Linked DNA regions of Salvelinus alpinus: region 1 is linked to region 2. A link is a contact called in public Hi-C data. All regions are on one chromosome and are shown on one strand. Each heading gives the region's core, a stretch centred on a gene start, on an enhancer-like site or on the middle of the called end of the contact. The rest is flanking DNA. Distances are from core to core; before and after follow the strand shown.

Region 1 (4,425 bases), core at 1,030-3,529, 150 kb after region 2:
AATACAGTTGCCAACGACTGCAAATAACCAAGATTTAAAGATACACCTCAGCCACAGTCCCGCCATAATCATGGTCACACGGTGAGTACTACTTACCGAAGCAGCCGACACGCACAGATCCCATAGTCCTGCAGAAAACACAGACACATTCATTCAAACAGCAGCACTCACAACCAATGATCAGGTTTCATATGATCAGATTCATATCATGGTAAATATACACTCAGAAATGACATGAGAGTTTGCTTATTAATCCTCAGCTAATATGGTGAGATACAAAAAGTAATTAAGAAAAATCTTCATTCTATATTTATTATAATAACCAAGTTAAAGAAATTAATAAGAATTGAGAGAAATTCTGTCTCCATGGATACTCTGTTCCCTAATAGTCAGTCAAGAAACCCCTAAGGGAAATCCCAAGACAAGGGAGTTACTTCAGGAAATTCTTTGCTACTGTGTGGTAGGCCTAAACGCAGGGCCCAGTTTTTCAAAAGTTATCTATTCCTATTTCAGTTATAGGATAGGATTAAATGCATAGAAATATAACGAATAGAACGGGGGTCCCCATTCAAGTCAACGATTTGTCTATTCTATTCATTCTATTTCTATGCATTTAATCCTAACCAATAGGCAAAATCCATATATATAACTTTTTAAAAACTGGGTCCAGGTGATGAGTTTGATATCTAGACAATCTTGCGGCGCTGTACTAGTGCCTCGTGAGATATTTGTGGTCATGGTTTTTGATTCATCTCAGGGATTGGTAGTTAAGGATAGGAGTTCAGAGTTGTAGGTTTGGTTGATTTAACGTTAATCTGAAGAGAATCAAACAACAATTCCGTTCTTCAATCGTGTGTCTTTTACACATTGTCTTGCAAGGACTTTATTATGCGTTAAATACTTGAGTGTAAAGATCTAAAACGATTGCATCAGTAGAATGTGACAGGCCAGAGGATTGTGCGGGGGCAGACGAAGGGAACTGGCTTGGTTGTCAGATACGTTTCTAATTAATAAGTCAGGGGGAATCCCCAGAAATATACATCTTCATTGTTATGGTATCAGCTTGTAGGATGAGTTTTATGAACACAGGTTACAGTATCAACAGTACAGAGGAACTGTATATTGTTGCAGTATATTAAATATATTGCTATAATGCACACACATGAAAACAATCATACATAAAGAAAACATAAGCATGCACGTGTCTGCATTTGTGTGCATTCCTATTCATTTGTGTGCATTCCTATTCATTTGTGTGCATTCCTATTCATTTGTGTGCATTCCTATTCATTTGTGTATGCCTTCATCGTCAACTGAGCATGTAGCAAACAGTAGTTTCACACTGATCGTCATCCTGACACACACGGTTATGTTGCAGCGAGAGTGAGGTTGGTACTAGAAATATGCGGAGTGAGAAGTTTATGTTCATGTTTAATGTGTTACTCAGATAGCGGTCAATAAAAACTGAAATCCGTTATGAAATGTTGTAGTTTTATCAAAACATAAAATATGAAAACTTCAGAGTAATCTGACCATACGTAGGTGAAATCCACTGTGTGAAAATGTTTCACTTTATCCAAGTGATTGACAATGTTTGCAAATAAGCAATTTCAAACATATATAGTGCACTGTCCATGCAGCACGATTTACATATTAAACCACTTCGACAGAGATGACGATAAACGTTTATTTAAAATATACAATATGACACTACGGATGTTTTACACAGGCAGCCCAATTTTGCCAATAGTTTATCTTTTGACCAATCAGATCAGATCTTTTGCCAATAATTCGGCTTTTGACCATTCATAATATATCAGAATTGAGCTGCCTGTGTAAATGCAGCCAATCAGTTTCTATGGCTCCATAATCTGTTGGCTCCATGTCTCCAGATACTACAGTCAACCCTAAGAGTAGGAGTTACATCTCTACACCTATTGTTTTAGTTAATAACCTGAAACACCAACAACCTCCATTCATTCAAGATATATGATATAGTAGGTAAAACTGAATACCATAATATTCCATTATTTAATTAAACTGCTTCACCTTAACCTGCACTGTATTATCTAAGTAAATCTACAACAACAATAGCACCACCACTACAAGCCAGTCTGGAAGAGCTGTAAATATTTGTAACAGTTATAAAGCCTATGAGGGGGAAATAGAGACATTCTTACCACAGTCATGCTTTGCCTTTCTTAACAGCCGTAATGGAGTGTGAAGTCGGAGAGGTTGGCGTGTGATGTGTTCTCAGCACAGACAATCAGCCCCTCTTCCTTGAACATTCTGGGGGTGTGGCTTTAGCCAGGGAAAGTCCTTTTTGCTTTTCTAGTTGACTAATGTTGCCATTGTAGCATACAGCAGCTTATCAGAATTTGGTCCCTTTTCACAGCAGGGTGTGTTCGTATTGTGTGACTGGTGAAGGGGTGGGGTTAAGTTAAGACTCTCACTTCCCTATATACACTACTGTTCAAAAGTTTTAGAACACCTACTCATTCAAGGGTTTTTCTTTATTTTTACTATTTTCTACATTGTAGAATAATAGTGAAGACATCAAAACTGTGAAATAACACATATGGAATCATGTAGTAACCAAAAAAGTGTTTAGCAAATCAAAATATATTTTATAGTAGCCATCCTTTGCCTTGATGACAGCTTTGCACACTCTTGGCATTCTCTCAACCAGCTTCATGAGGTAGTCACCTGGAATGCATTTCAACTAACAGGTGTGCTTTCTTAAAAGTTAATTTGTGCAATTTATTTCCTTCTTAATGTTTAATTATTTAACCTTTATTTAACTAGGCAAGTCAGTTAAGAACAAATTCTTATTTACAATGACGGCCTACCCCGGCCAAACACGGATGACGCTGGGCCAATTGTGCTGTACCGGTACCTCCTGTATATATTCTCCTCACATTTACTCTGTACCGGTACCTCCTGTAAATAGCCTCCTCACGTTTAGTCTGTACCGGTACCCCCTGTATATAGCCTCCTCACATTTACTCTGTACCGGTACTCCCTGTATATAGCCTTCTATATACTACTCTGTACCGGTACCTCCTGTATATAGCCTCCTCACATTTACTCTCTACCGGTACCCCTTGTATATAGCCTCCTCACATTTACTCTGTACTGGTACCCCCTGTATATAGCCTCCTCACATTTACTCTGTACCGGTACCTCCTGTATATAGCCTTCTATATACTACTCTGTACCGGTACGTCCTGTATATAGCCTCCTCACATTTGCTCTATACCGGTACCTCCTGTATATAGCCTCCTCACATTTACTCTGTACCGGTACCTCCTGTATATAGCCTCCGCACATTTACTCTGTACCAGTACCTCCTGTATATAGCCTTCTATATACTACTCTGTACCGGTACCTCCTGTATATCGCCTTCTATATACTACTCCGTACCGGTACCTCCTGTATATAGTCTCGCTACTGTTATTTTTTTTGCTGCTTCTTTATTTTTTTTAATTATTTTCTACATTGTAGAATAATAGTGAAGACATCAAAACTGTGAAATAACACATATGGAATCATGTAGTAACCAAAAAAGTGTTTAGCAAATCAAAATATATTTTATAGTAGCCATCCTTTGCCTTGATGACAGCTTTGCACACTCTTGGCATTCTCTCAACCAGCTTCATGAGGTAGTCACCTGGAATGCATTTCAACTAACAGGTGTGCTTTCTTAAAAGTTAATTTGTGCAATTTATTTCCTTCTTAATGTTTAATTATTTAACCTTTATTTAACTAGGCAAGTCAGTTAAGAACAAATTCTTATTTACAATGACGGCCTACCCCGGCCAAACACGGATGACGCTGGGCCAATTGTGCTGTACCGGTACCTCCTGTATATATTCTCCTCACATTTACTCTGTACCGGTACCTCCTGTAAATAGCCTCCTCACGTTTAGTCTGTACCGGTACCCCCTGTATATAGCCTCCTCACATTTACTCTGTACCGGTACTCCCTGTATATAGCCTCCGCACATTTACTCTGTACTGGTACCCCCTGTATATAGCCTCCTCACATTTACTCTCTACCGGTACCCCTTGTATATAGCCTCCTCACATTTACTCTGTACTGGTACCCCCTGTATATAGCCTCCTCACATTTACTCTGTACCGGTACCTCCTGTATATAGCCTTCTATATACTACTCTGTACCGGTACGTCCTGTATATAGCCTCCTCACATTTACTCTATACCGGTACCTCCTGTATATAGCCTCCTCACATTTACTCTGTACCGGTACCTCCTGTATATAGCCTCCGCACATTTACTCTGTACCAGTACCTCCTGTATATAGCCTTCTATATACTACTCTGTACCGGTACCTCCTGTATATCGCCTTCTATATACTACTCCGTACCGGTACCTCCTGTATATAGTCTCGCTACTGTTATTTTT
Region 2 (4,097 bases), core at 274-2,773:
TCCCTGTGACTCTGTCATGTGCTCTCTGTCTCCCTCTCTCCACTGCCTGCTCCAACGCACAGCCCAGCCTGAGAACCAACATGTGCTCTCTGTCTCCCTCTCTCCACTGCCTGCTCCAACGCACAGCCCAGCCTGAGAACCAACATGTGCTCTCTGTCTCCCTCTCTCCACTGCCTGCTCCAACGCACAGCCCAGCCTGAGAACCAACATGTGCTCTCTGTCTCCCTCTCTCCACTGCCTGCTCCAACGCACAGCCCAGCCTGAGAACCAACATGTCTTTAGTCGGCTGGAGCAGCTAGAGAGAGATGCTTTATTTAACTTTTGTATATTATCTACTTCACTTGCTTTGGCAATGTTAACATATGTTTGGTTCCCATGCCAATAAATCCCCTTGAATTGAGAGAGTGTGTGTGTGTCTGGGGAGGGGGTCTTGTATTACTATCCTTGTGGGTACCAGAAATCCCTCAAAGCCCCCACAAGGATAGTAAAATAAGGAAAATTCTCCCTTGTGGGGACAGTTCTCATGACAAAGGTTATTTTAGGCTTAGGGCTAGGTTTGGGGTTACAATTAGGGGTTAGGAGTTAGGAGTTAGGGGTTAGGAGTTAGGATGGCAGGTAACCTGGCGGTTAAGAGTATTAGGCCAGTAACTGAAGTGTTGCTGATTTGAATCCCCGAGCTGACTAGGGTGAAACAATCTGTTGATGTGCCCTTGAGCAAGGCACTTAACCCTAACTGTAAGTCGCTCTGGATGAGAGTGTTTGCTAAATGACTGAAATGTAAAATAAGGTTTGTTAGGTTTAGGGATAGTTGTGTGTGTGTGTGTGTGTGTGTGTGTGTGTGTGTGTGTGTGTGTGTGTACCTTCAGTTGGCTGGAGCAGCCATACTGTATGAGTGGTGTGAAGGTGGTGAGTTGGAGCTCCGCGTCTGACTGCAGGACGTTGCCCACCAGGTTGGGCATCTTGGTGACGTTGTAGCCCAGGTCCTGGCACATGGCGATGCGTATCGGGTCGCACGTCATCTCCTCTGTCTCTTCGCCGAACGCACGCACCAGACCAAGGTGTCCTGGAACGCACAGCAGCGCGAGAGAGAGCGCTACCGCCGCAAGAGCGTCCACAGCCCGACTCATTGTCACGAGGAGGAAAAGTTCCAAAGTTATCAATTGATCGGGTTCCGGGCGTTGCCTGGTAGGGTATTCCACCGGGTACTGGGGAAACTTTAGTCCACTTCAGAGTGCGCGGTCGCCAATATGAAATCCTCCACTGGAAGCACAGTTGGTAACCTACTCCAACCCGTTAAGCGAAGTTGGCAACAACTTATCCAAAAGCAATAATAAAATGAACTGTTATATCCTGATTTTCCTTGCACTCAAACTCCTGCCTCGCTTTGCAGTATCTGTTTCGATAGTTCCTTCTGTGGTTTTTCACGCACGAGACCTCGGAGACATCCTGGAGCCCTGTCCGTTCTAGTTCCCCGGTATAGTAGCTCCGTTAGGTCTTGCGCTGTGGTAAGAGGCTGCTTGTCTGTCTCTGTGGGTTCTGCCCGCGCGCCTCCGCCCCACTCTGTAAAGAGCGAATTCTCCAGCTCTCTCGCCAGGGACAGCCAACCAGCGGCCAGGAGAGATCTCAGAAGCCAATCAGCAGGCGGAAGAGCGCTCAGAAGGGCGGGGTTTCAGGTGAGGAAAGTTGCCTGTGGCCCTCTTCTCATGAGCGGACTCCACAGCATTTATTCCGGCTGTGGGTCATATTTTTACTGGCCATATTTTTAGAAATACAAGGCAGTCTCGCCCCTGAAACACGATAGTTTTATTTGTATTTTTAAATCACAAATGGTCTTTAAAACATGCTGCATCTCCACCACAGGCGCACATCCCAATCAGACGAATCTTCAGCTAAAGTGTTTATGACATTAAAATGGATGTAATGTACAGTAATACTGATGTAATGTACAGTAATACTGCTGCATTGGATACCTCTAGGCTATTGGACATCCAGACTAAAGGCTGTGTTTGTCCATCCCGCTCAAGACGGGCATAGAGAAAAGTTGTTGTCTTTTCTGTTTGTTCTGGAATGCCTAGTCTCTCTATCGTTGTGTGTGTTTACTTCTGTGTGATGACGCCCCGGGGACGCCCCGGATGCTGGTTGAAATGTCGACGGGTTATGCCCTACCATCCTAAACACAGGGGTGGGGAGCGGTAGCTTATTGAAGAGCTGCATGTCTTCTACTGGTCATTTATTCATATATCCAACCAAGAGAGAAAGCAAATAGAATACAAGAACAACATGATTCAGCGCGCTGCTTTTGTCTGTGCGCCCAAATCCAAGGCCATTTGGTTTTCCGTAAAGCGATTCCGTCCAGGGTTATTTAACGTGACAATTGACTGGTTGCAATAAAAACGACCTCCACGCGCTGCCATACATGATGGATCGCTCCCCTGCCCGCCAGTGCGCTCGTGGTCAACTCATGAGTAATTAGCGTGAGGGTGAAACAATGGCGTGAGCGCCCAGGAGCTGATGGTTATCAGGGTGGTGGAGATGGAGGGTGCTGTGTGTGTGTGTGTGTGTGTGTGTGTGTTAATGTGTGTGTCTGAATGGTGGCTGGTGGGAAAAGCTGAGGTGATTGTGCAGAAGGGAGATAATGTCTACACACACACACACATCTTTTTTTATAAACTGTCAATTGGAGTCATACAACTGCATTTCTCAAAGCCAACAGTAGAGTCAACCACGACTATTAACAATAATAATAATACAAATAATAATAATAAGCCATCTGATGCATTTATTGTTCCCAATTGACAAAACATAAACGTTTAAAACACAATACCCATATTTACCTAACATTACACAGACTCTATTACTATGGGACTGTTGTATTGACCAGAACACAAACACATGTTGTATAAGGGGTTATTTTTCTATCCAGTACACCCTGCAGACAGAAGGAGTGACACTAGTGTGTATCGGTCACCCGATAGCATCTCATGGATCATTGCCCAATCCCTTAGTCCTTGAAGTAGGGTATTAATAGGGAAGTGAACTCCTTGGAATGGCAAGTGTGTGTGTGTGTGTGTGTGTGTGTGTGTGTGTGTGTGTGTGTGTGTGTGTGTGTGTGTGTGTGTGTGTGTGTGTGTGTGTGTGTGTGTGTGTGTGTGTGTGTGTGTGTGTGTCCATCCCGTCCATCCCTCTACCCTCACCCGTCCATCCCTCTACCCTCACCCGTCCATCCCTCTACCCTCACCCGTCCACCCCTCTACCCTCACCCGTCCACCCCTCTACCCTCACCCATCCATCCCTCTACCCTCACCCATCCATCCCTCTACCCTCACCCGTCCATCCCTCTACCCTCACCCGTCCATCCCTCTACCCTCACCCATCCATCCCTCTACCCTCACCCATCCATCCCTCTACCCTCACCCATCCATCCCTCTACCCTCTCCCATCCATCCCTCTACCCTCACCCGTCCCTCTCTCTATCATGTTCTCTTTCCCACACTCCTCTCCCTCGCTCTCCACCAGCTTACAGTTTCTCATGGCAGAATGCTACATACACACACAGCCTGTGTGTACTCTGTGATAGCTGGTAGAGGTATGGTGGAGACCTACAGTACAGCCTGTGTGTGCTCTGTGATAGCTGGTAGAGGTATGGTGGAGACCTACAGTACAGCCTGTGTGTACTCTGTGATAGCTGGTAGAGGTATGGTGGAGACCTACAGTACAGCCTGTGTGTGCTCTGTGATAGCTGGTAGAGGTATGGTGGAGACCTACAGTACAGCCTGTGTGTGCTCTGTGATAGCTGGTAGAGGTATGGTGGAGACCTACAGTACAGCCTGTGTGTACTCTGTGATAGCTGGTAGAGGTATGGTGGAGACCTACAGTACAGCCTGTATGTACTCTGTGATAGCTGGTAGAGGTATGGTGGAGACCTACAGTACAGCCTGTATGTACTCTGTGATAGCTGGTAGAGGTATGGTGGAGACCTACAGTACAGCCTGTGTGTGCTCTGTGATAGCTGGTAGAGGTATGGTGGAGACCTACAGTACAGCCTGTATGTACTCTGTGATAGCTGGTAGAGGTATGGTGGAGACCTACAGTACAGC

Evidence for each region. Hi-C and Micro-C count contacts between places; a contact is called where the count stands out from the background.
Region 1: a contact with region 2 is called in a Hi-C map of muscle, with 8 times the contacts expected there. The contact joins the promoter of LOC139549529 here to the promoter of LOC139549528 in region 2. A contact is called at or near these places in 2 of 3 Hi-C or Micro-C datasets (muscle and red muscle).

The regions. Positions count from the first base shown.
Region 1 is chr22:40,684,641-40,689,065 of SLU_Salpinus.1, forward strand. It overlaps LOC139549529 (T-lymphocyte activation antigen CD86), which reads right to left and starts at 2,280. Exons shown (of 8, transcript XM_071360115.1): 1 at 2,181-2,280; 2 at 97-128. The coding sequence starts at 2,189.
Region 2 is chr22:40,537,838-40,541,934 of SLU_Salpinus.1, forward strand. LOC139549528 (frizzled-4-like) reads right to left here and starts at 1,524. Exons shown (of 4, transcript XM_071360114.1): 1 at 861-1,524. The coding sequence starts at 1,127.